7 separate regions of the Mus musculus genome follow, and all the other regions are linked to region 1. Evidence: chromatin contacts called from public HiChIP or PLAC-seq and promoter capture Hi-C data. All regions are on one chromosome and are shown on one strand. The core of a region is the stretch at or near the end of the contact, and the rest is flanking DNA. Distances in the headings are between cores, read along the strand shown. Region 1 holds the start of Asb6 (ankyrin repeat and SOCS box-containing 6). Region 2 holds the start of Endog (endonuclease G). Region 3 holds the start of Gle1 (GLE1 RNA export mediator (yeast)). Region 4 holds the start of Kyat1 (kynurenine aminotransferase 1). Region 5 holds the start of Zdhhc12 (zinc finger, DHHC domain containing 12). Region 6 holds the start of Exosc2 (exosome component 2). Region 7 holds the start of Zer1 (zyg-11 related, cell cycle regulator).

Evidence for each region. Promoter capture Hi-C pulls out the DNA fragments that hold promoters and counts their contacts. HiChIP or PLAC-seq counts read pairs in DNA pulled down with a chosen protein or histone mark. Capture Hi-C pulls out chosen DNA fragments and counts their contacts.
Region 2: a promoter capture Hi-C map of pre-B cells shows a contact between it and region 1, with 4 times the contacts expected there. The contact joins the promoter of Endog here to the promoter of Asb6 in region 1. A contact is called at or near these places in 6 of 39 promoter capture datasets (the 3T3-L1 cell line, the C10 cell line, hippocampal neurons and 3 more), 6 of 115 datasets of contacts at active chromatin or transcription factors (embryonic stem cells, large pre-B cells, pancreatic cancer cells and 2 more) and 2 of 9 other capture datasets (adipose tissue and liver).
Region 3: an H3K27ac HiChIP or PLAC-seq map of thymic regulatory T cells shows a contact between it and region 1, with 6 times the contacts expected there. The contact joins the promoter of Gle1 here to the promoter of Asb6 in region 1. A contact is called at or near these places in 2 of 115 datasets of contacts at active chromatin or transcription factors (large pre-B cells and thymic regulatory T cells).
Region 4: a contact with region 1 is called in a promoter capture Hi-C map of adipose tissue, with 2.1 times the contacts expected there. The contact joins the promoter of Kyat1 here to the promoter of Asb6 in region 1. A contact is called at or near these places in 1 of 39 promoter capture datasets (pre-B cells), 1 of 15 datasets of contacts at CTCF or cohesin (large pre-B cells), 1 of 484 Hi-C or Micro-C datasets (memory CD8 T cells), 1 of 115 datasets of contacts at active chromatin or transcription factors (bone marrow-derived macrophages) and 2 of 9 other capture datasets (adipose tissue and liver).
Region 5: an H3K27ac HiChIP or PLAC-seq map of embryonic stem cells shows a contact between it and region 1, with 4 times the contacts expected there. The contact joins the promoter of Zdhhc12 here to the promoter of Asb6 in region 1. A contact is called at or near these places in 2 of 39 promoter capture datasets (liver and pre-B cells) and 2 of 115 datasets of contacts at active chromatin or transcription factors (embryonic stem cells and microglia).
Region 6: a contact with region 1 is called in a promoter capture Hi-C map of liver, with 3 times the contacts expected there. The contact joins the promoter of Exosc2 here to the promoter of Asb6 in region 1. A contact is called at or near these places in 3 of 39 promoter capture datasets (liver and pre-B cells), 1 of 115 datasets of contacts at active chromatin or transcription factors (bone marrow-derived macrophages) and 1 of 9 other capture datasets (pancreatic islet).
Region 7: a contact with region 1 is called in a promoter capture Hi-C map of pre-B cells, with 2.9 times the contacts expected there. The contact joins the promoter of Zer1 here to the promoter of Asb6 in region 1. A contact is called at or near these places in 2 of 39 promoter capture datasets (embryonic stem cells and pre-B cells), 3 of 484 Hi-C or Micro-C datasets (B cells, Sertoli cells and muscle stem cells), 2 of 115 datasets of contacts at active chromatin or transcription factors (large pre-B cells and regulatory T cell precursor) and 1 of 9 other capture datasets (embryonic stem cells).

The regions. Positions count from the first base shown.
Region 1 is chr2:30,826,385-30,830,211 of GRCm38.p6, reverse strand. Asb6 (ankyrin repeat and SOCS box-containing 6) reads left to right here and starts at 1,912. Exons shown (of 6, transcript NM_133346.2): 1 at 1,912-2,138; 2 at 3,114-3,289. The coding sequence starts at 2,026.
Region 2 is chr2:30,169,495-30,172,865 of GRCm38.p6, reverse strand. It overlaps Endog (endonuclease G), which reads right to left and starts at 1,342. Exons shown (of 3, transcript NM_007931.1): 1 at 800-1,342; 2 at 1-24. The coding sequence starts at 1,291. Gm31080 (a long non-coding RNA gene) reads right to left here. Exons shown (of 4, transcript XR_866091.1): 4 at 2,531-2,569.
Region 3 is chr2:29,933,859-29,937,550 of GRCm38.p6, reverse strand. It overlaps Gle1 (GLE1 RNA export mediator (yeast)), which reads right to left and starts at 2,142. Exons shown (of 16, transcript NM_028923.3): 1 at 1,953-2,142; 2 at 1,314-1,541. The coding sequence starts at 2,051.
Region 4 is chr2:30,204,001-30,207,763 of GRCm38.p6, reverse strand. It overlaps Kyat1 (kynurenine aminotransferase 1), which reads left to right and starts at 1,917. Exons shown (of 13, transcript NM_001356474.1): 1 at 1,917-2,131. It overlaps Gm31201 (a long non-coding RNA gene), which reads right to left and starts at 1,915. Exons shown (of 2, transcript XR_374214.4): 1 at 1,773-1,915.
Region 5 is chr2:30,091,812-30,095,292 of GRCm38.p6, reverse strand. It overlaps Zdhhc12 (zinc finger, DHHC domain containing 12), which reads left to right and starts at 1,658. Exons shown (of 5, transcript NM_001037762.1): 1 at 1,658-1,804; 2 at 2,752-2,888; 3 at 3,228-3,305; 4 at 3,460-3,481. The coding sequence starts at 1,705.
Region 6 is chr2:31,669,269-31,672,895 of GRCm38.p6, reverse strand. Exosc2 (exosome component 2) reads right to left here and starts at 2,181. Exons shown (of 9, transcript NM_144886.3): 1 at 2,035-2,181; 2 at 323-424. The coding sequence starts at 2,156.
Region 7 is chr2:30,122,446-30,125,992 of GRCm38.p6, reverse strand. It overlaps Zer1 (zyg-11 related, cell cycle regulator), which reads left to right and starts at 1,382. Exons shown (of 16, transcript NM_001290503.1): 1 at 1,382-1,717.

The sequences.
Region 1 (3,827 bases), core at 663-3,162:
ACAACCTGTAGGTGTCTGTTCTCTCCCTCTGCCATAGGGTCCTAAAGACTGAACTCAGGCCACAGGGCTTGGTGGCAAGCCTCCACCTCCTGAACCAGCTCAGCAGCCCAGTTCTTCTTACTCTGCCTGTCCCTTCTCTCAGACACTGGTGACATCAAGATGCCTTTCATTGGACCTCGGCCTGTGAGAGCCAGGCAAGTGATCAAGTCAGAGGTGAAGACTGGCTGGAGAGACGGATCAGCCATTAAAGGCTAGGCTAGGGGAAGATGGTGAGGCCAAGGCCAGAAGGACCACACCTAGATTCACCTGTTGCATGGGGTTTGTATTCTGCCCTCTGAGTTCCACTGAAGCTCTAGTCTGGGGACCTTCAAAGTGACCTTATTTGGAAGAAGGGTCTTGTAGATGTCAGGAGGCTAAACTACTGCTATTCTGGATCAGGGCAGCCTCCAAAGCCAAGTGCTGGAGCCACTGAGGAAAGGAGAAGTGACCTGGACAAAGGCACAGACCCAAAGCAGGAAGCCACGATGTCCAGTCTTCATGGTGCTGGGTATGGAACTCGAGGCATTCTGCTCGGTGAGCCAACTCCCAGGCCCAAAGGGGAACTTTTTTTTTTTTTTCCCCATGAATAGGGATGTTTTGCTTGCATGGCCATATGTGCATCACTTTTGTGCCTGTGCCCACAGCGTCCAGAAGAGGGCACCAGATCCCCTTGGCCTAGAGTTATGGGTGGCTGTGAGCCACTATGAGGGTGTTGGGAGCTGAACCTGGGCTGATCAAGATCTCTCCAGTAACCTGCCACCCTCCACCCGACTCCTCCCCCCTCTTGGAGATAGAGCCTCACTATGTAGTCCTGGCAGGCTAAGAACAGAACCTAGGTCCTTTGCAAGAGCAGCCAGTATTCCTAATTGCTGAGCCATCTCTCCAGCCCCTGTACAGATTTTTTCCCCATTATTCCCTTAACAACCCAATAAACAATGACCAACCTGGTGTTTACTCTGTTGGGTGCAGAGTCCCATAGAGCTGAAATAGGTCATGAGAGGAGCTGTGTACCCATTCTGTGTAAGATCCTTGGCCACTGGGTTTGGTGTCCTGGGCTATCCTGGAACCAAGCCTAGCATCCCAACACTTGAGAAGTGGAGGCAGGAAGGCTCTTGGTTAAAACAAAGAAGAAATTTTGTTCCAAGCCAGTAACTCTATGGCAGATGGCAGGTGCCAAGCAGAGAGAACACAAGCCCCCATAAGGGATTGGAGCTACACCTATGATGGTGCAGCCTCAGGACCATTGACACCTCCCCATAACTGACCTTTTTAGAGTCATCAGGGCCTTGCCGCAGGACTCAAAGTTGCAGCCACTCAAATTTGCGTAGGGGGACGCTACCTGGTACAGTCCTTTCTGCTATGTCAAAGCTTCCTCCTGCTCAGGGTCTAGGCAAGTGATATTATGCCAATTTTCCAGATCAGGACATGAAGGTTCACAGAGTCCCTCCAGTGAAAAGTGGGAAAAGTGGGCAGCCTGTTTGGCTAGGCGTCAAGGGACAGAGAATAAGGAACTGCCCCCAGCGTCTGTGGGGAAGAGTTGGGGTGCAAGATCCTCATTACGCCACTTGGTCTACACAGTGGAGAAACTGAGGTGGTTGCAGCCTTTCCTTAGAGAGTGGCCAAAGTCAAGTAGGCTGCAGAAAGTAGTGTTCAGGCTCCGAATAGGGCCTGTGTCACCTCGGATTGGAGCCAGTCAGTAGCGGGGCCGCATGCCCCGTCGGAGCTCAGACGCCCTTCAGCGGCCTCGCGGGGAATTTCAGTGCGGGGCGGAGCCGGACAGTGATGATCGCCGCGAGGTCCTCCCCGGCGGCAGGGGGCAGTGTGACTCACATGCTCCCTCAAAGGCCCGCACGGACCGGAAGTAGGAGTGGTAGGATAACTTCCGGTGCGGAACTGGGGCCTGGGAGGATTGCTCACCGGCGCGGGGTCTGAACCGGTAGATCGGGAGGTGGTGGCCTGTGGGTGTCGGAACACGCGGCCGACGCCATGCCGTTCTTGCACGGCTTCCGCAGGATCATCTTTGAGTACCAGCCCCTAGTGGACGCCATCCTTGGCGCCCTGGGCATCCAGGATCTGGAGCGGCAGGAGCCCCTGGATGAGTAAGTCGCTGCGGTCCTCTGTGGTTGTCGCAGCGGGAGTGGGAGCTGCGTGGCCGCGAGCTCGAGCTCCAGCCTGAGGCGGGCTCGGAGTGTCTTGTAGGGCAGAAGACCCGGGCCTCTGCTGCCTGTGCATGGATGCTGGAGACGTCCTGGCTGGGGCCGACCGGACTTTCGGCAGACAGCAGGCCTCTCCGAGAGCCTCTGGGGAAGCAAGCCGGTGTGGTCCGTGTGCCCTGTGCAGACCTCCTTGGGTACTCGGAGCGCTACGCCTTCGGAGTGCTTGTGCTACAGAGACAAGCGAGCACCCAGACCGGCATCGCGGTCTGAGATGCAGAGTAGGGTGGGGCAGAGGAGCTAGCAGTCTCACCAAGGATGTCTTTTCTAAACCACATCAGCCCTTTCCTCTGCGGCCTACTCTGTAAATGCAGTGCCAGGCGTTTTTAAGAACTCGGAGGCGGGGCCGCAGGGCTGCACAACAAGGCGCTACTGCCCTCCTTTGGCGGAGCCCAGCATATTTAGGAGGGCTGCCCCAGATAAGCGTTTTGTGTCCGGGCGTTGGTCAGATCTTAGGGCCCACCTGTTGCAAGAGGTCTGGTGGGTGAGATTAGGGCGAAGAGCAAGTAAGGCGCGTCGTGGCCAGGTGACTCTGAAGGTGGTGTTTGGGCCGTTGTCAGAGCTGGGGTAACATATGGAACAGCGTCCAGGCCCAAGATGCACTTAGTAGGTAGTTTTGTCTAGGAAGGGTGAGAGCTTTAGGGCTACCCTCAAGGTGGTGTGAGAGAAGATGGGGCAGAGCCAGCACTTTGACAGCATGCTGAAGGATGGCTTTGAAATCACTTAATGCTTTTGACCAAGAAAGAGTTGTGCCCCACAGAGCATGCGCAGCTTGTGTGGATGCTTGTGAAAGGGCACACAGGCTAGGGCCACTGGCCCCCGTGAGTTCCCACTTTCTCTGTTCTGCCTCTTGGTGCACAGTTCTGCTTCCAGCGAGGAGAGCCGGATCCTGGTCCTCACGGAGCTGCTGGAGCAGAAGGCTCACTCTCCATTCTACCAGGAAGGCGTGAGCAATGCGTTGCTGAAGATGGCTGAGCTGGGCCTGACCCGGGCAGCTGCTGTCCTTCTGCAGAGTGGGGCCAACCTCAATTTCGAAGGTCAGCAGCATCCTGAGGATGGGGGTGGGGTGAGGAGGACTAGGCAGCCAGGCCCAGCCACTGCTTTTCCTCCGGTCTTTGGGGTGACTTCCCTTGTTCTTTTCCTGTGGGTGTCTTTCTGGGGGCTCTTAGCGCCTCTACTCCCACATCTTCCAGATCAATCCTTCTACCATGTAGAGAATACACTGGCAATGCCCAGAGCTAAGGGCAGGTGATTTCTCTGCTCTGAGCTGTCCTGCAGGTTTTGCTCTGGCCCTAGAGGTGGGAAGATAAGCCACACTGGGCATCTGTTACAGCAGGCTGCATAGGTTCTTTACGCATCAGGAATGATGAAGGGCCAGCCACCTGTCCTGCCATTGGCTGTCACCCCTAGGAGGTAGGAGACAGGTAGGGCTGCCTATGAGCTTGTGGGGGTCAGTGCTGACCCCCACACAGGCCTTCATGCCTTTCATTGGAAAACAGGCTCAGAGACTACAGGGAACTTGGGAATCCTACAAGCTACAGATGTTGGGGAGGGGGGGTTATTCCAAAACCCATC
Region 2 (3,371 bases), core at 93-2,592, 660 kb after region 1:
GGCATTCTGGTTGAGGTGTGGCACCTGGTGGGAGAAGCGAGGCTCAGGAGCACACCTCGGACCTTCCATTAGGCATGCCCCAGCTCTTAATGTCAATGCCCAAACATTTGAAGGACAAGGGCTCAAAGAAGGGCTCCCTCCTTACGGCTCTGTGACTACAGTTTTTGAGCCAGTGCTAGCCACACTCCATTCCTGGCACTCCAATGCTCTAAGCTTTCCCCATCTCAAGGGAAGGAGGAAGGAGGGGACATTAGTCATTCAGAGACCCCCAAGGTCTCTTGGAACTCCCAAACCTTAGGTCAAGCTCTAAAGGCACGGGGACTGGACAGTGCTGGTGTGCACCTTTAATCCCAGCACTCAGGAGGCAGAGGCAGGCAGATCTCTTGAGTTCCTGGGCAGCCTGGAAAATCGAGCAACAAAAGGTGTGGGGTGGGATATGGTCTCCTGTCCATCTCCATCCACTGGGTGGATGTCCCAGGAACCTACTTCACAATCAAGACCCTGCTGGGAGCAGGTGCAGTGCTAACAGTGTGCCCTGGAGGCCTGACTGGCCCTAGGCCAGCAGGGTAGACTGAGGAGTCAAGCTCCCGGGTTCCCTGAGGAAGCACACTGGGTGGCTTGCTGACAGGCATTGCTGCAGCCCGTCACTACTTGGTGCACTGCTTCCCACGGGAGGCTGAAGAAGGATAAACCCCGGATTCTGCAGTGCCACTGTAAGATTCCTCCCTCCCGCCACGGTGCACGTGTAAAGTAAGATCTAGACGCTGCAGTCGGGCGGGCGACCAGGGTCCGAGACTACCTGAGGCGCTACGTTGCTCAGGTAGAAGGTGTCGTCCATGGCCCGCTGACTCCAGCGGTGGTTGGCGGCGGCGGCCAAATGGCCGCGGTCAAAGCCACTGCCGCGGTAGTCCGCATTGGTGGCGCGGTGGTACGCGTGCACAGAGTCATCCTCGCGGAAGTCGCAGGCGCTACGGTCCCCGTCGCCACGGAGCCGCTCTGGCCTCAGCTGCTCCAACACCCAGAGCGCACCGCGCGTGCGCGGGTCGTAGCTAAGCACGTAGGACTCGCGGCTCCGGAGCTGCGCCACGCCGGGCAGCCCGTACTTGGCCAGTTCCCCGGTGCCGCCCGCCGGTCCCCCCGGCAGCGCGGGAAGATCGGCCGCGACCACCGGCAACAATGGCACTCGGCCCAGCAGCCCCGGCGCTTTGCCCTCCCGCCGCCGCCAATGCTCTGCCGCGGCGCCCAGCCCCGCGCCCAGCGCTAGGGTCAGGCCGGCCCGCAGCGCGCGCATGCCTACCGGAGGACAAGGACGCTACTGATGTTAGCACAGAGTGAAGGAGCCTGTGCTGGCGTGGCCCCCGACGCCCTTCAGCTGCCCTTTTAAGACGTAGCTGGGTCCTGGTGCCGCCCTACTCGCTTGCCATTGGTCGTTCCACGTCGGGCTCCGCCTCGCCATGTACACCTCACATGGCCCTGCTTTTAAACAGGACAGAACCCCAGATCTGTCAGACCCCTCAGGTGCACCCACCCTCCTGCCACCAAACGAGCGAAGGATTTCTCTAGATTGATTAACAGAAGAATGCAGGTGTAGCTATTGATAGCCGCCTGGAACCTAAGCTTGCTATATAAGGTTAGAGAAAATAGCTATGCTAGGGTCATACTTTTCAACCCACTTAAAGGGTTTGGCCTGGGAAGTATGTTGTGTTGGCCAATGTTTCCTGTCCGTAGGTCAGGGGCTGGCTAAAGATATTTCCTACATTTCAGATGGAATAGTATTTAACTTATGAATATTTTAAGACATCAACTTCCTTACAACCTATTAAGACGGAGGAAGACCGATACATAAAAACTGAAGAAAATAGGGCTGAGAGTGTACAGTCAGAGCCACACTCATTAGCATGGGACAAAACCAATTATACATTAAAAGATAATTGGGGGATGGCTGGGGGGATGGCTGAGGGGTTAAGAGCTCTTCCAGAGGTCCTGAGTTCAGTTCCTAGCAACCACGTGATGGTTCACAACCATCTGTAATGGGATCAGATGCCCTCTTCTGGTGTGTCTGAAGACAGTGTATTCATATCCATAGAATAATTCTTTTTGTAAAAGGATTTATTTATATATTACATATACAATGTTCTGCCTGCACGATACCTGCAGTCCAGAAAAGGGCACCAGACTTCATTATGGATGGTTATGAGCCACCATGTGGTTGCTGGGAATTGAACTCAGGACCTCTGGAAGAATAGCCAGTGCTCTTAACATCTGAACCATCTCTCTAGCCTGAATAATAATTTTTTTTCTTTTAAGATACATTGGGAAATAGGGCATCTGCAGGTGTTGATGGGTAAGAAGGCAATGGAGGGAAATCATACAAATACCGTGTACATGTGTGAACATGTTATGATGAAACTTGGGCTTGTTTGCTTGGTTGGATTTTTTTAGACAGGGTTTCTCTGTGTAGTCCTGGCTGGCCTGGAACTCACTCTGTAGACCAGGCTGGCCTCGAACTCAGAGATCCGCCTCCCTCTGCCTCCTAAGTGCTGGAATTTAAGGTGTATGTCACCACAGACTGTTGAAAAAATGAAAAAAAAAAGACAAAGTTGTAGACTGGAGACATGGTGCAGCAGTTCAGAGCACATGTTGGTCTAGCAATGGACCCAGGTTCAGTTCCCAGCACCTATATGGTGGCTCACAACCATCTGTAACACCAAAGGATTTGTAGGCAAACACCTATATAGACAACATAATTTTGTTTTGTTTTGTTTTTTAAAGATTTATTTATTTATTATATGTAAGTACATTGTAGCTGTCTTCAGACACTCCAGAAGAGGGAGTCAGATCTTGTTACAGATGGTTGTGAGCCACCATGTGGTTGCTGGGATTTGAACTCTGGACCTTCGGAAGAGCAGTCGGGTGCTCTTACCCACCTGAGCCATCTCACCAGCCCCATAATTTTGTTTTTTAAAGAGCATATTCAACTCTTGCAGAGAACCCAAGTTAAGTGACAGGCAGCTCACAATGTCCTATAGCTTCAGTTCTCGGGACCCATTATATTCTGAACTGTGCAGCCTCTGCAGTTCTAAGGTGAAGGATTCAGCTCAAGTGACCAGAATTTTGCTTGCTTTCTTTTCTTTTCTTTTCTTTTTTTTTCTTTTAAAAAGATTTATTTGTTTTATATATGTGAGTACACTGTCTTCAGACACACTGAAAAAGGGCATCAGATTCCATTACAGATGGTTGTGAGCCACCATGTGGTTGCTGGGAATTTAACTCAAGGCCTCTGGAAGAGAAGTCAGTGCTCTTAACCTCTGAGCCATCTCTAAAGCCTACAACTTTGGTTTCTCTAAAAACACTGTTATAGCCGGGCGGTG
Region 3 (3,692 bases), core at 893-3,392, 890 kb after region 1:
GGAGTTGTACGAGAATTCTAAGTACTTGTGAGAAAACTCCAAGAAAACAAGAGTCTTGTGACCTCAGTTTCAACACACAGATGTGTTCTCAGAATATGCACTGCCCCCTCCTACCTGTAGCAGATAGGAATGGGTTTAATTCAGATTATTCATTACAACTGGCTAATATTCATTTAAATTCATCTAAGGAAAAAGGAAAAACGTTTTCCCACTGGTGGCTTGTCCTTGTGACTGAATACAGTACCCAGGTGACTTTTCCCTCAGAGTATAAGTTATCTGAATCTCTGAGTAAAGTTAGTTATCATATGAGACATCAGTCTTCCTCGTTTTTTACGCCCTGCTCTCCCAGGTTCATGCTGCCAATGAGAACAGTCAACAGGGAACGCTGTGTATTATGACATCAACTTTGCTATGTTGTTCCTCTCTCTCTCTCTCTCTCTCCCCATTCCTGGCCCTAACTCATTTACATTCCATCTTCCCCAAAAGGCTAAGAAGCACAAAACTTTCGTTTCTTTGTTTGTTTGTTTGTTTTAAAGACAGAGTTTCATTATGTAGCCCTGGCTGGCCTAGAAGTTGCTCTGTAGACCAGGATGGTCTTGAATTCACAGGACCCCACCTGCCTCTGCCTTCCAAGTGCTGCACTTAAAGGTGTGCACCACCACACCTGGTGTTACACTGCTTCTCTTTAATAAACTGGTGTTTCTTCTGTGCTGGGGAGATAGATTAATGGGTAAAGTACAAGCAGGGAAGGCCTAAGGTTTGACTCTAATGATCCTTATAAAAATGGCATGGTGGCATGCACTTAAGAGTTCCAGCACTAGGGCTGGTGAGATGGCTCAGTGGGTAAGAGCACCCGACTGCTCTTCCGAAGGTCAGGAGTTCAAATCCCAGCAACCACATGGTGGCTCACAACCATCCATAATGAGATCTGACTCCCTCTTCTGGAGTGTCTGAGGACAGCTACAGTGTACTTACATATAATAAATAAATAAATCTTAAAAAAAAAAAAAAAAAGAGTTCCAGCACTAGAGAAGAAGAGACAGGATGATTTCTGGGACTACTGGCCAGTTAATCCTAATTGATGAGCTCCAGGCCAATGAGGGACACTTGCCTCACAACCCAAGATGAGGCCTCTGAGACTCAAGACCTAAAGTTGATTTCTGGCCTCCACACACATGCGCATACACGCATACCAACAGTGGATGATACGATGATATGGGAAACAAATCGTCTCCCCCAAGTCACTGTCATGTGACTAAACATTTCAACCTTGCAGCCAACAAGTCTTTTGTCTTAAGCAAATTAAGCCTTACCTGGGTTCCATTTGGTGATGAGGGTGACGGGGATTGTGGGCTACTTCTGACAGGAGATTTTAGTAGTGAGGATTGGTACAAGCCAGATGCAGATCCAGAGGATGGTGAATTATCAGAAGAAGGAGCACTCTCTTGCGTGTGGCCTGAGGTGTTGGGTAGGATGTGATCTACCACCCATCCAGAGTAAGAAGACAGTTTGGGAAGAGACATGCATTCTTCCAAAACATCCTAAAGAGAAGAAGGTTAAGCCTATTTATTTGTTTTTGTTCTTCTTGTTGTTGTTTTCTCTTTTTGGTTTTTCGAGGCAGGGTTTCTCTGGGCATCCCTGGCTGTCCTGGAACTCACTCTGTAGACCAGGCTGGTCTCGAACTCAGAAATCTGCCTGCCTCTGCCTCCCAAGTGCTGGGATTAAAGGCGTGCGCCACTATGCCCGGCACGGTTAACCCTATTTGTATGTCCATTGGTAAGTATAAGACATTATTACATGTGATGCTTAACAGCTGAAGGCCCAAGCAAATAAGTTAATACAGAAGATAAAAAAAAAAAGGATCGCAGCCCGTCCCGTCCCGTTCCCACTCCCGGTCCTCCACCGCGGTCACTAGGGAGCCTGCTAAACGCGGGCCGCGGGCCGCCGCTCACCTCGTAGCGCAGCAGCCACTCGCGGTCGTAGCGCAGGCGGCCTTTGCTGGTGTTGCGGAGCGCCCTCAGAGTTTCCCAGCAGCGACCATCGGACGGCATGGCATGTCACCAGCTGACACGACTGACAACAAACCCTCGAATCCGCCGCCGAGGTGGCGCCGCCTTCCGCTTCCGGGGTGTCCGCCCCACATCCGGCGCAGCCTCTCCGTAACGGTCGCAGAACCTGTCCGTCAGCAGCGCCCCGCCCACTAGTGAGCGCCGCCCCCTGGCCAGAGCAAGAATGCGGGATTGAGGCTAAACTAGCGAGCCTACGTGGATCTGAATCTCAATGTAATTTCTCGCAGTCACAATTGCCAGGGTGATGCTCTGCGGTTTTTGACCCATCTACTGCTCATGAGTCCGTGACAGCGGTTTGAGGTGGATAAGAACCTCAAGAGAACAAGCAGTATTTTTTCTGTTCGGGCGTTAACAGTCCTTACTGTCCTTGTGGTGGAGCCTGGTTCATTTTCCAACACCCCATGATAGCTCACAACAGAAACTCCAACTCAGACGGTTCCATTGCCCTCTTTGTGGACTTTTACTCTACGCACGCACATCATACATACATACATACATACATACATACATACATACATACATACTTTTTTTACTAAAAAAAAAATCTTTGGACTTCTAATAAAATATTTTACAAACGTTAATACAAGAGTCCCCCAAGAATGATCTGGGTGAAGCGTTACATAACTTAAATCCCAGCACTCAGGAGGCAGAGGCAAGCAGATCTCTTGAGTTCCAGGCCAGCCTGGTCTACAGAGTAAGTTCCAGGACAGCCAGGAAAAGGCCTAGCTAGGAAAAAAACTTCCCAGGAATGGACCCCAATCCAAACAGTTCTACAGCTCAACACTGTGGTGCACAGCTTACACTAGTTCAGAAAATAGAATCGAAATTACATACCCACACATGCATGTGGTGGTCTACATTTGACAACTTTTTTTTTTTTTTATTGAGAAATTGTGTAGGAGCCAAGGCATGGTGGTGCATGCCTTCAGTCTTGGCACATGAGAGGCAGAGGCAGGGGATCTGAGTTGAAGACAAGGCTGGTCTACATGAGTTCTGAGCCACCCAGAGCTATATGGTAGGACCCTGGCTCTCAGGAAAAGGTATATTTATTTTCAACATGTATGAAAATGTGCATGTGATTACCGTAGGTGCCTTCTAAGACCAGAGGAATCGAATGTCAAAGGAGCTGGACTGTTGCTGGTGGATGTGACCACAAATGTGGTCAGCACCTTAGCTGCATTTCTCCAGCCCACCTTGATAAAGTCAAGGTTCTTTCCTCTGTGTCCTGGATGGATGCTTCCCCTCGCACAACCAGTAGTTAACCAGTGAACTCTCTCCAGCGCCAATCTCTGGAATTTTGGACTTGGGTGAGAGTGGCTGAGATGCTATAGTTACCTGAATGAGAATGGCCGCCATAGGCTCATGATTTGACTATCTGGTCTCCAGGTGTTGAAACTGCTTGGGAAAAATTGTGTCTTTACTAGTGGAGGTGTTCGTTAGTGTAGGCTTGGGGGTTTCAAAGGACTTGTGATTCCTGGTGCTCCTCCGATGCCTCCCAGTGTGGATCCAGATGTGAACTCTGTACTATGTAGTCCACAATTACGAACTCTAACCCTCTCAAACAATAGGCCAAATTCAACTTTTTTTTTTTGTGGCCAGGATGTGGTGGTGCATACCTCACTC
Region 4 (3,763 bases), core at 668-3,167, 620 kb after region 1:
AGAGTAAGCAAATACTTAGTGAGACACCGCACAGGCAGCAATCTATTCGTCACTTCACCCAGAGACAAGTGTAGATCCCACTGGAGACTTGGAAGGGACAGCAAAAGCAGTCTGAGTTGGGAGTGTGGCCCAGCCACAGGGAAAGCCAAAGTACTGTCAGGAGGTCACTGGGAATGGGGTGACACTTGCTGGGACCTGAATGGGTCTAAGAGGGATCTAGAACATGTCACACCTGGGGGTGGGGTCAATTTGTGCCAGGAGGTCAATACAAGAACACAGAAGCCAACACGGGTGTCTAGCAGTAAAGCACCTAGAGCCAGAAAGGTGCAGACGCTGTCCAGGCCACCTCTGCACTGTCTCCTCAGCCGGGATCCAGACACCTGGCTGAAACTGAGCCACTACTTGTTCATGGTTAAAGAGCCAGAACTGAGGCTGCAGGCTCGCCTGCTCCTCCAGGATCCCACTTCCGGAAGTGTACCTCAGGCAACATCGTCCATGTGGGTACCTTCTCCTCTGGACTACCATGGGGCTGTCCTAACAATGCTCAACCCTCAGCTTCTATTCCTGATGTCTGTCTCCTCTCAGACTGCAGTGCTGAGGAGGCCAAGGACACATTTCCCAACATAAGTCCCAGTCCAAGGCCAACCATAAAGACAGGGCAGGTGAAAGAGCCCAGGGATGGCAAAGAGGTTAGTATATGTATCCCACCTAGGTTCCTCTGCGGTCCCCCCACAAAACCTGCAATCATTTTTGCTTCCTCCCTTGAAGCTCCTTCAAGCAGCAAGTCAAAAACCCAGCCACCTGCCCGGATTCCTGATTCACAGGGCAATCCCAGAAGCCCCCACTCTCTACAAAGGCCACTGAAGTGTAACGAAACTGCTCTGTAGCAGGTGTCCTCAGCAGACGAAAACCACTGGGGAGGTGGTGGGTCACAAACGTCTCTTGGTCTCCTGCCTTGTCCTCTACAGACCCTGGGAGACAAGAAGGTCCAGAGTCAACACCCAAAACCCAAACAAGCTATGGAACTGGGAAAGCAGGGAGTCAAGCCACCCCAGTATCTCCTCACAACACTAGCCTCCAGTCCCTGCTTCCCCTGGACTGCCACAGGGGAACCTAACCTTCACCAACTGTGTGGCCAGGTCACTTCCACTGTCCCAAGCCTCGGAACATACTCTTATCCTCCTTATCCTCCGTCCCCAGCACAAGAAGCAGACCTCCTGCCCTTCCTCCTGCGCTGTCTGCTAGTCTGTGTGCTCCAGAGAGCAGAACAGTCAGCAGGGGTTGAAGGTTTTGCTGCCACCTTTCCAAGGCAGAAGGTCTTTGAAACTTTCAGGTCCTCCATTCTTTCCTTCTCAATTTAGCTTCCAATTTCATTGTCCCCTGGCTTCCCAAGCTGTGTTCCTTCAGCCTGGACGCGTCATTGCTGACCTCCAGCTCTTCCAACCTCACCTCCCTAGATCTGTCACTCCTGCCCAATGCATACATGCGACGGGCTAAACCAATAGGAGAATCGGTCTTTTCCAGCCTGAGATTCCAAAGACCAGGGAATAGTCCCGCAGATCAGAAAGAGGGAGGGGTTCAAGGAAAGAGTTCGGCACCAAGTACTAGGGGAGCCCGGGTGGAACCTCTGGGAAGGTGCACGTGCGCGGAGGGGCGTGGATCTGCAGGGACCGCGGCGGAAACTCGGGTGAGAGGTGCGAGCGGAGGTCGGGCCCGCGTCATTGGATTCAGGGAGGTGACAGCGCGTCCCTTTCCATACTCGACCCACTCACCAAGGCCCGCTGTTCTCGGCCGCCACGCAGGCAGCCCTAGTCCTGGGTCTGGCTACCCACAGCCAGTCGCGCCGTGGGTCTTTGGCTCCTTGTTTTGTTTGTACCGCTTCTTAGGTCTCCGCCCCGGAAGTGATGTCACCGAGCGCAAATGCTTGGGGATCCTAGGCTGTCGCCCAGTCTTTAAAGGGCACACAGAGCTTCGCACTGCTTCTGACAGTTCTCTTGAGCTAAGCTGCATCTGGGCGGAAGTAGCCCATCTAGGGCTCGGCCTCTTTAAAGGAACAGACTTCTGCAACCTTGGGAATACGTTTGGGGTCGCGGGTTATTGGACAGAGCAGCGCTATTGTTTGCTGAAGCAGGTCAGTTCCTGGTTGCCGTGCGGGGTTTCATCTAGATCGTGTGTTGAAGTTAGCTAAGGTTTGCGAGTGCTGTAGCTCTTTGATCCATGTGCTCCTGTTTGTATGTGATGTGTAGCTTCTCTGAAAGAAGGATCTATCCCCTGAGAAAAACTTGCACACGCGGTCTTGGCAGCTCTACACTCAGTCACAGAACCAGTTAGACTAGTTCTCTCTGCACCCACGTCCACTCTCCCAAGGTAGTCCTGGCCAAGAAGATGCAGACTGCGCTAACGGAGAATTGCCTGCAGAGCTAGCGCCAATAGTCTCTGTGGGTCCTTCTGGGTTCTGTCGGTTCCCGGGCTGCACGGCAATTGGATTCATGTACTAATGTGGGACAACTTCCAAGATAACTTAGGTTAAAATAATAATAATAATAATAATAATAATAATAATATTTTTTAAGTTAATGGGACAGAAAGAATAGCCTTCAGTCCTACTGAAGCCTGCTATGGTCAGATGTGCAAAACCCATGTTCTACCAGGCATATCACAGACATGCCACATGACCTGCAGGAAAAATGGGGCTGAAAGAGGCTGAAAGAGAGGGTGAACGAAAGAGAACAGGGCTGTCCCGCGTAGGTGGACTCCAAGGCTTACAGTCCTCCATAGACCTGGAGTATCATCTATGAACAAATGTGACCACAATGGTAGACACCAGGTGGCCCCGCTGGTGGGTTCACCGTTTTATACACACCAGTTCTGTTTACCAATGGGTGAGGCACAGAGTTTGGAAAAGGATTCCCACAGATGTTCACTCCCCTCCCACCCGCAGGAGGGTTTGAAGACACCAGGTCTCTCCCTCTGCTTCCTGGGAGCCTTAGCACTAATTTTTGGATCTCCTGTGTAGTCGACCTAGTAGGGAGCTCAGGGTCTCACAGCCAACAGGACACTGTTTCCACCCTATGTTTCTGTGAGAGCAACAGACAACCTGGCAGTCAGTTCCTGTGCTGAAAACTTTTTTTTTTAAGATTTATTTATTATTATATCTAAGTACACTGTAGCTGTCTTCAGAAGAAGGCATCAGATTGCATTACAGATGGTTGTGAGCCACCATATGGTTGCTGGGATTTGAATTCACGACCTTTGGAAGAGCAGTCAGTGCTCTTAACCGCTGAGCCATCTCTCCAGCCCTGAAAACTTTTTTTTTTAAGATTTATTTTATTTATTTTATGTAGCTGTACAGATGGTTGTGAATCTTCTTGTGGTTGTTGGAATTGAATTTAGGACCTCTGCTCGCTCCAGCCCAAAGATTTATTTATTATTATAAAAAGTACACTGTAGCTGTCTTCAGATGCATCAGAAGGGGGCATCAGATCTCATTATGGGTGGTTGAGCCACCATGTGGTTGCTGGGATTTGAACTCAGGACCTTCGAAAGAGCAGCCAGTGCTCTTACCCGCTGAGCCATTTCACCAGCCCGTGTTGAAAACTTTTGTATAGTACAAGGAACCAGACTGGGTGAAGTTAGAGGGGGAATTCTCCAAGATTGTGACAGAGAAGTGTGTAGCATGCCTGCCCAGCCTCCCTTCAGGTCCTAAGGGGTTAGCAAAGAGCACACTGTTAGAGCAGGGCCGGCTCTCTTGGACCTGCTGTAC
Region 5 (3,481 bases), core at 409-2,908, 730 kb after region 1:
TCCAGAGGACCTGGTTACTCTTAGAACCTCTGCAAACACTAGGCATGAACATGGTGCACAGATATACATTCAGGAAAAATATCCACACACAGTCAGCCTGTAAGCCTGCTGACCTGATTTCTGTCCCTGGAACCCACATGGCAGGAGAGAGCCAACAGCTAGGGTTGTCCTTTCATTTCTGTGAGCCAGCTATCACATCAGCTTGCACACACACACACTCCCTGACTCACAAATGGTTGTGTACTTTGTTTTGATCTTTTTGTTTTATTTTTCTATGGACAGCTGGCCTAGAACTCATTATGTGGACCAGGCTGCCCTTTGCCTGTCTCTACATCCCAAAGAATTGGATTAAAGGTGTGGGCAGGGGCTGGAGAGATGGCTCAGTGGTTAAGAGCACTGGCTGCTTTTCCAGAGGTCCTGAGTTCAATTCCCAGCAACCACATGGTGGCTCACAACCATTTGTAATGCAATCTGATGCCCTTAAGTGTATCTTAAGTGACAGTGTACTTACATAAAACAAATAAATAAATCTTTAACAACAACAAAAAGGTGTGGACAGCCCAACCCCTTCTTTGGGAACTAGCTTTTATGTCACACAATTAGTTGGCTTTAGTCCCCTCCCTCCACATGTATAGAGGATGGCCTTGAATTTTCTTGCCTCTATCACCAGTTTGTTGAGATTTCAGGCATGTACCACCATATCATATATACCATGCTGGGGCGATAACCCAGCCTTTAGTGCTTGCTAGACAGTCTACCAATTGTGTTAATCCCCAGCCTCTGTTTAATCTCATATGGAATAGTATGATTGGCCCTAACCGCCCCCCGTCCCCCCGTCCCCCAATACACACTCGCGCGGGTGCGTGCGCGCGCACACACGATGGACAACCAATCCTTCCATAACCACCCTGGCCATAGGAAGTCAGTTCTTCAGAAAAAGGGATGTCTATTTGACCAAAACAAATCCCAAGAGCATGCACACTGGGCTTTGGGCTAGAAGAGGGTCATCAGGTGGAAGTCAGCTGAATGGGGGAGGTTCAAGGAACACAAGGAGAGAAAGTCAGTCTGGTTGGGCCGTGGTGGTAGCAGGGGAGACAAATACCTGTCTAAGACGCGGGTACTATTACCAACCCCATTGAAGAGGCAGAAAGTAGCCTAAAGAAGCTCAGTAACTTGCCTCGAGAGTCATAGGCCGGACAATTATTTCTCTGACTCCAAGCTGGGCCATGCGTGTCCAGACTCCGCACCAGAACCCTCCTTTTTCCCATCATCCGTTTGCAAAATCAGAAAACGAATAAGAGGAAAGTGTGTCATCAAGGCGTGCCCTCCTGCAAGCCCGGCCCATCGCCCCTTGGGAGCAAGCTCCGCGTGGCCTCCGGGGATCAAAGATGGGCACGCATGCGCATGCGGGGGTGGGGTTGTCTTCGGAGGCTTCCGCCTCCCGGGTTTTGCAAAGTTACCTGGCCCACAGGAGGCGGAGTTAGGGAGTTGTAGGCTGTGCGCGCGCGGGCCCCGCCTTCAGCCTCCTCGGGCACCTGTTGGCCTGAGGGGCCGCCGGTGGCACCCAATAGACAGCCTCCCTGAGCCGCCCGTGCCCCGCCTCTAATGCAGAGCCACCAATCCCCGCGTTGCTGCAGCCCCGCTGCCCCGCGGCCCCACCTTCTGCGCGCTTCTTCCGGGTGGGCTCGGGCGGGGGCCAAGGCCATGGCTCTTTGGCCGCCGCTTAACTCTGGGATGCTGGTGCGGACTGGGCACACCGTGCTGACCTGGGGAATCACTCTGGTGCTCTTCCTGCACGACACCGGTGAGCCGGACACCGCGCCACCCCGAGCCCACCCGATCACGCGTGGGTATACCGGGGTCCCCCTAATCCTCAGACACATTGAAATCTCCATTTCTATCTCCCACCAGTTCCTCAAGCGTCTTTCTCCTATGTCGGTCCGGGGATCATCCTCTCTCCGCCTGATTCCCAAGTTGGACCCTAATTAATCCCAGTAATTTTCTGTCATCGATAGATGTCCATCCATCCAAAGACCACCAGAGCCCATCAGAGGACCAACTAGAGGCCCCATCTCTCCCATCCCTGGGCTCTACCTGTCCTTCCCAGAAATTGCCTCCCAACCCCTCCCTAAATAAGATTAAGAAATCCGCTAGACTTAAGGACTTGGCTTTCCGGTCCACTCCCCAAATCCTATGAGCCGACTAACTACCCCAAGGGACGCCACTATAGCGAGGAGCAGGTTTCCCACCTTCGCCTGGTAGCATCTCCTTTCCCCATCATTCCCTTCACCCCCTTCCTGCCCCCTCCTAGGTTTCCCTTCCAGAAGGAACAGAGCCCACCAGAGGCTTCCTCTGTAGCCCTCCTCCATCGCTTTTGCCCTTTGTCCTCAGGCTTCCACACCAGGAGTCAGCCACCTTCAAAACCTCCTTGGCTCTCTTTCACCCAAGGGTACCAGAGTTGCCTACGCTCAGCTGTCTGGTGTCACCACGTCCATCACTTCTTAGCCCTCCCTCCTCTCCATAATCCTCCTTCACTGCCATGGGCTTAAACAGGCTGGCTGGCACCTTCCTAGCTGGAGCTCCTGGCTGGCTCCACCCTCTTCCAGGGCTGACTCTTCCCCTGGGGAGCCCCCTTCCTCCTGCCTCCCTCAGGTCTAGCCTCCATATCACCTCCAGCTACTTTCTTTCTACCCCCACCGCCTCCTGCCCTTCCCTTTTGCTATGGTTCTCACTGTCCTCTGGCCTCCCCAGAGCTACGCCAATGGGAAGAGCAAGGGGAGCTGCTCCTGCCCCTCACATTCCTGCTCCTGGTGCTAAGCTCCCTGCTGCTTTATCTGGCTGTGTCACTCATGGACCCCGGCTATGTGACTACTCAGCCCCAGCCTCAGGTAAGCAAGCAGGGACCTCGAAGGCCAACAGGGGAGTGAGACCTCAATGCTGAGCCCTGAGCTGCACTCAGTGTGGGGGCATCTTGATGAAGCCTCTTGCCTACCCCTGTGTTTTTGCTCCTACAATGATGACATCACCCAAGACCCATGTGGGGACAACTGTCTTACAAAGGTCACCAGACGTCTAGTATGCTGCCATGTGCATGCGTCCCCTCTACATGAGATGGGCCCCAAGTCCTGCACAATGGGGACCGGTGGCACCTAGAGAGATGGCCCCAGCATCGTCTGCCTCCCAAGGTAGGAGAACCCCCAATCTCATAATCTTTGTTTCGTTTTCAGGGCGAGCCCAAGGAGGAACAGGCAGCCATGGTTCCTCAGGCCGTCCCACTCCGGCGCTGCAGACACTGTCTGGTGCTGGTAGGTGATACACACATACTCTTGTGGGGGCAGTCAGGCCATCCTTAACCCTGCCTCCCAAATTTAGGACCTGACTATGGCCTTGAGCATTCTCCCCAAAGGAGGACTCACGGGGGAGGCAGCACTAAGCCTAAACTGCGCTCTGTACCCACAGCAGCCCCTGCGTGCCCGGCACT
Region 6 (3,627 bases), core at 932-3,431, 840 kb before region 1:
GCCCAGGCCCAGCTGCCCAGGCAGGGATGGCACCGCCCACAGTGGGCTGAGTCCTCCTACATCAAGTACCAATTAAGAAAATGCTTCCACAGATATGCCCACAGGCAATCCAATGGAGGCAACTCTTCAGTTTAGGTTCCTGCTCACGAGGTAACTCCAGCTTTGTGTCAAGTTGGCTGCTGGTGCTGACTGTGATAAACAGGAACATTCAACATAGCAGGCTTGTGACAGGCACGACTAATCTCTCTGACATGGGAAGACGGAAAAGGCCTGTGTAGAACTCAGATGCTCTGAGAAAGAGATACACACCTTCTGTCCTCACCTGGTTTTCAAGGCTTTGACACAGATCAGTTTGTTCACTCTCTCCACAGAGCCGGCCACAGACGCAATGAGCTTCTCTTCCCCCATGTATGTCCCATGGCCCCTGCGCAAGGACAAGGCCACAAAGAAAGGATACCAGGATACATTGGAGGTGATCTAGAACATAGTTCTTGAACCTAACGGGCTCCCCCAGCCCTGAGCCTCACACTCTCCGCAGACAGTCACATGGACGTCTCCATCTTAAAGTAATGTGCTCAAATGTCACTGCCTAACATCCTACCTCCACATCCCAGGCAGCACAGGGATCCCCAACTGCTCCTGGTCCACCCCATTCCCAACTACACACCTGTTCTCCCCCTTCCGCTGCATTTACGATTTTCTTGTGGCATTTACTGTTTCTGTTCCTTGCTATATCTTAACCTCCACCAGGACACGGGTGTTCACTTTGGTACCCCAACCACACCGGCTATGTTGAACACATGCTGCAACTATGAAGGAATGAATCCTAAGATATCTGCCATCTAATACCTTAAACTTAAAGCTTAGAGGCAACACTATAAACACTATAATCTCATTTGTACCAAAAAAAAAGAAGAAAGAAAAAGAAAGAAAGAGGAAGAAAGAACAAACTAGGTGCAACGGACAAACGGCCACACCTTTGAGTTAAGAATTTGGGAGGCGGGCTGGTGAGATGGCTCAGCAGGTAAGAGCACCCGACTGCTCTTCCAAAGGTCCTGAGTTCAAATCCCAGCAACCACATGGTGGCTCACAACCATCCGTAATGAGATCTGACTCCCTCTTCTGGTATGTCTGAAGACAGCTACAGTGTACTTACATATAATAAATAAATAAATCTTAAAAAAAAAAAAAAAGAATTTGGGAGGCAGAAGCAGGTGGATCTCTTGAGTTCAAAATCAGAGCGGTCTACATAGTAAGTTCCAGGACAGTCAGTGCTACATAGTGAGATTGGAGGGTTGGGGGTGAGGGGGGGGGACGACGGGGGGGGGGGGACGGACAGACATCGGGAAGACTGGCTACCTAATGCAGATTTATCTTTGGTGGTAATACAATGGTGGATTTTGCTCTCCTGCCCCACTTTTCAGTTAATACTCACTAACCTACCAATTCCTGTTGTCACCACTGTCTTCCAGGTGAGGATACCGGCCTTAGCAAGGTGCTAAACTAAGGATAACAATGTCAGATGTCCGACTCCATAGACAGCCCTAACTGCCACATGTTGTGACTTTCCGTGCTAAATTTGTATTGTTGGGTACAATATGTTGCCTCAACCCCCGCTCCACCAAAATTACTGCTTCCAAGTCAGGCTTGTCGCTGAGGTAACACTGAAAGAGATGACCAACCCCACTGTCCATTCAGAGGGTTGTAAGAAGGGCCCTGCAACCAGCCCTCCCCAGTTCTCCCTCCCTAGGAAGGCTCAAGAATCTTGAGTTTCAGGATAAGGGTCCAAAAGTTCCGAACGCCATAGATCAAAAGAGGGAATCAGGAACTGACAAAGGTGCAGCCAAGATGCCGGGAGTCAGAAGCGTGAGGCTCGCAAAGGAGGGAACTAGTATGGATGCTCCGATGTGTCCCGGGTAACTCGGGGACTTAGATACAACGGGACAGGAGGCCTGGGTTCCGGGACAGCGGGCCACGTGCAGAGAGCTCTGCAGCCGCCTCCTGAGGCCTTGGGACCCCCAAATCCTCACGTACCGCATGAAGCCTGTGTCCGTGGTGATCGTGTCCCCCGGCACCACCAAGTGTTTCTTAGAGTCGCGGCCCAAGCTCTCACTGAGAGGTTTGCGAGCTTTAGGGAGCCTCATCTCCAACGCCATCTTGGCGCCAATGACTTGCGCAGGCGCAGCTCTACACCGCTCCTCAACTCCCGCCTTCCTTCAGAGAAGCGACCAATGGGAATGGATAGTGTGGCAGCCATGTTGAGTATTGGCAATATTAAGTTAACTCGTGGAAGTGAGGGCACCAAGCTGCCATGTTTACTATTGGCAAGAAAGCACCTGCGGAATGATGAATTCTCATGTCGTAAGGGAATATGACATTAGTTTGGTTTGGTGTTTGGATGTCAGTTTTGTGTTTGTTTTAGAGGAACGACCCCGTGTAGGGCTAGCCTCAAACTCTGTATAGTTGAGGATAACCTTGCTGAGGTCCAGATGTTCATGCCTCCACCTCCCAAATGCTGCGATTACGTGAGTTTGTGTAGGTTGTGGGTTTGGTGGTGGTGGTAGTGGTAGTGGTAGTGGTAGTGGTAGTGGTAGTGGTAGTGGTAGTGGTAGTGGTAGTGGTAGTGGTAGTGGTAGTGGTAGTGGTAGTGGTAGTGGTGTTTGATGCCCAAGAGGACAAAAGAGGATGTTGGAGTCCCTGTAACTGGAATTATAGAAGTTTGTGAGCCATTATGTGGGTGCTGGGAAACGAAACCAAGTCCTCTGGAAATGTGGCCAGTACTCTCAACCTCTGAACCACCTCTCCATTCCAGGTGTAGGATTTTTTAAAGACAGTGCCTCATGTCATCCAGGTTGGTCTCAAACTAGCTGTGTAACCCAGGGTATCCTTGAACTCCTCCTCCTCCACCTCCCAGGAGCTGGGATTACAGGTGTAAGCTGCCATACCAAACTGTATGAGTTTTTACCCAAACTGTTCCATTTCATCATTTTATTTATTGTTGGCAAGTCTAGAGATTGAGAAATGAACCTTGGCATCCAACTCAAAACCACTATAATCTAATATTTTGTAGACTATAGATTTAGGACCGGGATTTACAGGAAACACCATCTGAGGAGAAGCTAGAACCCTCTGAATACTGCTCCTCGTGGGCCTTGTCTTCTAGCCCCTTAGGTGCTGTCCTCACCTACTGCCCTATGGCTCTAATGTGCTTTAGTAAGGACCTCTTCTGAGTGATGACATGTGTCTGCTGAAAGATGACTGTTGTAAACAGTCATGTGACAAGCAAGTCTGTAGGGAGGCATAAATGTAACTTTTATTTTCCTGTTGTAATTGTTGACTGGGAGGTTTACTGTCTTTGTTTGCTAACCTAGGTCTAGTTCTGGAAGCTTCTAGACTCTGTACAGTCTTATCTAGGCCTAAAATGTTTTCAGCCTCTGAATTGCTGCTGAATAAGCTCCCCCTTTCTAGTTCTTTCTGAGCTCTGGCTGGCTGATTCAACTCAGTTGTTCTGTCTCAAACTCTTTTCCCAGCTCACTTATTAGATTTGTCTTTTCTCTCAGCCTCTAAATTCCTGCTTGGCCTCAAACTAACTCTAGCAATCTTATCTAACCGTCTGGCTCATTCTGT
Region 7 (3,547 bases), core at 133-2,632, 700 kb after region 1:
GACTTCCTGAACCTATTTTGAGTTATTTACCTTCCTACTTAAGGTATCTACTTTCTCTTTTCTTTTATTTTTTCTCCTTTTCTTGTTTTGTTTTTTGTTTTAGAGACATGGTTATTTTGTGTAGTTTTGGCTGTCATGGAACTAGCTTAAACTAACGGAATCTGCCTATCTCTGCTTCCTGAGTGCTAAGATTAAGGTGTATGTATAGTATTTTGTGTGTGTGTGTGCGCGCGCTCAATGATAGAATTCCTGTCTGCCACAGGACCTGGGTTTGAGCCTCCACATCCCCTCCCTTCTTTCTCTCTAACCTCACTCCAGGGCATTCCTTAAGCAAAAAGTGTTGTTAGTTTACCAGATGTGGAGGGCAGTAAGAAAAATGTTTAAGCCTACTGCCTGATTGTTTGAGCTTAGAATGACAGAGATGCAAAGAGCCCACACTGATTTCAACTGTGAACGTTCTGGACAGGAGACCAGAAGGAAACAATTTACTGAGGGACTGGGTAAGGAGAGAAGGTAGATGAAAAGTCTGGATGCCCTGATTGTGAGACTGCAGAAGGAACGAAGGGATTTGTGTTCGGAGGCTATGGTAGAAATCAAGAGAAGAAATGGTGATGGGGCCAGTGAGATGGCCCAGCATGTAAGGGTGCTTGGTACAAGCATGGTGAGGACTGAATTTGATCCCTGAAACCAACGTGGCTGGTGTAGAGAACCCTCTCCAGCCAACAGTGCTCTGATCTCCTGCACATGTGCATATGCATGCACACATATAAATAAATGGGAAAAAAATCTTAAAATGAAAAGGAAGTATAGACCAGAGAGCTTGTTCGGTTCCTACGTTTGTGGGGCTTACAACTACCTGTAACTTCAGCTTCATGGGCTCCGGGGCTATTGTCCTCAGCAGGCAGCTGCCGTCACGTGCATAAGCACATATACACTTATGTACATAATTAAAATAATATTTTTGAAAGATAAAATGATGGACAGTAGGGCACTATTGGAGGAAGAGAGAAACAACTGTTAAGAGATCCTTGGTGACTAGAAGAAAACGCAGTGGCCAAGAACAGCCTCACTCCTGCTATCTGACAGCTCCTGGGTGAATGGCCCTTTTCGTGAAGGAAAGAAGGAGGAGCACATTTTGAGGGGCAATGTGGTGGCTGCTTAGAGACCGCCCAAAAGACGTCGGGTTGGGCACCGGGTGAGTCAGCACTAACTAGGTAAGATGGAGTCAATCCTGTCCTGAACCTGCTCCTGCGAGTTAGCCCCTCGCTAGAAGGAACCCTGGAAGCTAACGTGGAGACTGGGGCCTCAGCTTGGGCAGGAGCAGCCCAGAGAACCCGGAACCTTCAGCCGCCTCCGCCCACGTTCGCGGCGGGACAAGACGAGAGAACCCCTCCTCTGCTGCTAAGGGGCGGCCCGGAAGTGACGCTTTGTTGACAGCACACCCGCAGCCACAGGCTCTCCAAGCCTTCGGAACAGGATCGGGGGGAGGGGCTGGGCCCGGAGCCAAGCAGCCGGCGGCCCGAGGGCAAGGGAACGGCCTCCGTCCGGGGCTCCGGTCGCAGCATTCCCGCCCTGCCCCGCCCCGCCCCGCCGACCCGGACCCGGACCGGATCCGACCTCCTGCGGCGCTTTGGCCGCCGATTCCCCCGGGCCGCAGCCTCCGCTTGTAAGCCTGCGAAGCATCCTGTCTCCCCGTTGAGGGCCGCCCCCTCCTAGGGTACGTCCTAAATGCCGAGCCAAGAGACGTACCTGCATCCTTTTCTTCACCCTGTCTCAGGGTCTAAGCATTGTCGCTGCGACTCCTTGCAGAGGTCCACCACAGGCTAGTGGTGGGATGGCGCTCGTCGCCTGCCACCCAGGTCTGAGGATTTTGCCTTGAAAATTGAGCTCTCTCTAGAATGAGAACGACGCTCGCCCTTGCAAAATGGGGGCTCAACGTAGGGCTTAGGAGGCCAGCCTCTGCCCCTCCTACCTGTTGGATGAGTTTAGGTCTTCTCCCAACCCCCGAAGCCGTGCTACTTAAAAGCTTAGGGATGGCTTGGCTCCTGGATCAGCTCCCAAAATGCGATGCCAAGGTACAAGATAGTGCAACAGGGTCGGAAAAGAGCGGGTGGGCTTGCTGAAGATCAATGGCTCCCATAGGTGAGGTGAAACTAAAACTGACCGCTCTGGCTAGCTCTGGGTAGATTTAGCTGCTCTTTAACCAGTCAAAGCTTCCCCGGGTTTGCTTGTGCCTTGTGTGTATGACAGAGACGGGAGGGGGAGCAGAGGGTTGGGGGTAGTGGTGCCTAATGCCTGGGAAAAGCTAACTCAATGATGTTTCTGACAGAATGGTTCTCTACAGGCTTCAAGTTAGAGTGACCGGTGGAGATAGCATTGAAAGGGGGGTCACAGAAGCTATGCTTTGACCAAGAGGTTCTTGTTAGGTATGAAGGGTCGATGTGCTTTGCCTTATTCAGTAAATAAACGTACAACATGTTTGATAGTAATAGGTGTCACGAAGCAGAGACTGGGACCTCTGTATAGAATGGTCAGGGAAGGTCTCTAATGAGGTTTCTGTCTGAGCAGAGATGAGTGAGGTAGAAAGTCATTACAGCTTTCTGGGGGCTCAGCATTCAGCAGCAGGCGCAAAGATCCTGTGGTGGCAAGAGAACCCGCTTGGGTCTGAATGAAGGAGGCAGAGTGGGTGGCAAGGAAATCAAGTGAGAAGAAATAACCGCAGGGAACATATTAGGGACTGGCTTGTGATGCAGGGTTGATTTGTAATTTTTGAAATGTTGGAGAAGAATCAATTGTCTGAGGTGACAAATGACCAATGTACTTCAGCCCTGTGTTTTAAGTGCCCTCTTGCTGTCTGTACTGAACATCCATGGCAGAAATTAAAAGAGATTTCTGCGGGAAAGTCATGTCACATTACTGTTTCCTCGTAGTTAGAATGTGAGCAGGTGACCTTCTGCCTCGGTCTTTCCATCTGTAGAATAGGACTGCTAAGCTACAGGGTGCATGTGTGGCAGTGTGGTACATGACAGGAGGGATCCACCCACGACACAGTCCTGCAGCCCTTCTTTCTAGCATCAGCTGGAGGCATCACCAGCTCTGTCTGACTCCCCTGGCTCATAGGATTTGTAGGAATACTGGGGGAAGCTAAGTAGAACTTTATGACACCATTCACTGGTAAAAGTAATGGTCTGTTCTTCGGGGTATCTGTGACCTTGGCCTTGATTGTTTGTTGTGTTTGTTTAGACAAGTTCTCACTCTGTAGTGAGACTGGCAACGGCCTGTGGAATCCAGACTGAGCTTGAACTCAGCAGTTCTCCTCAGCATCCCAAAGGCTAGGACTGCAAACAGGAGCCACCAACTCCAGCTGGTGGCCATACATACATACATACATACATACATACATTTATTTATTCATTTATTTATTTAGAGGCAGTTTCATGTAGACAAGGCTGGCTTCAATCTTGCTATGTGGTCTTGAATTCATAGAGCTTGATCTGCAACTGCCTCCTGATACAGTTCCATCAGATTATATGTGTGTACCACCATG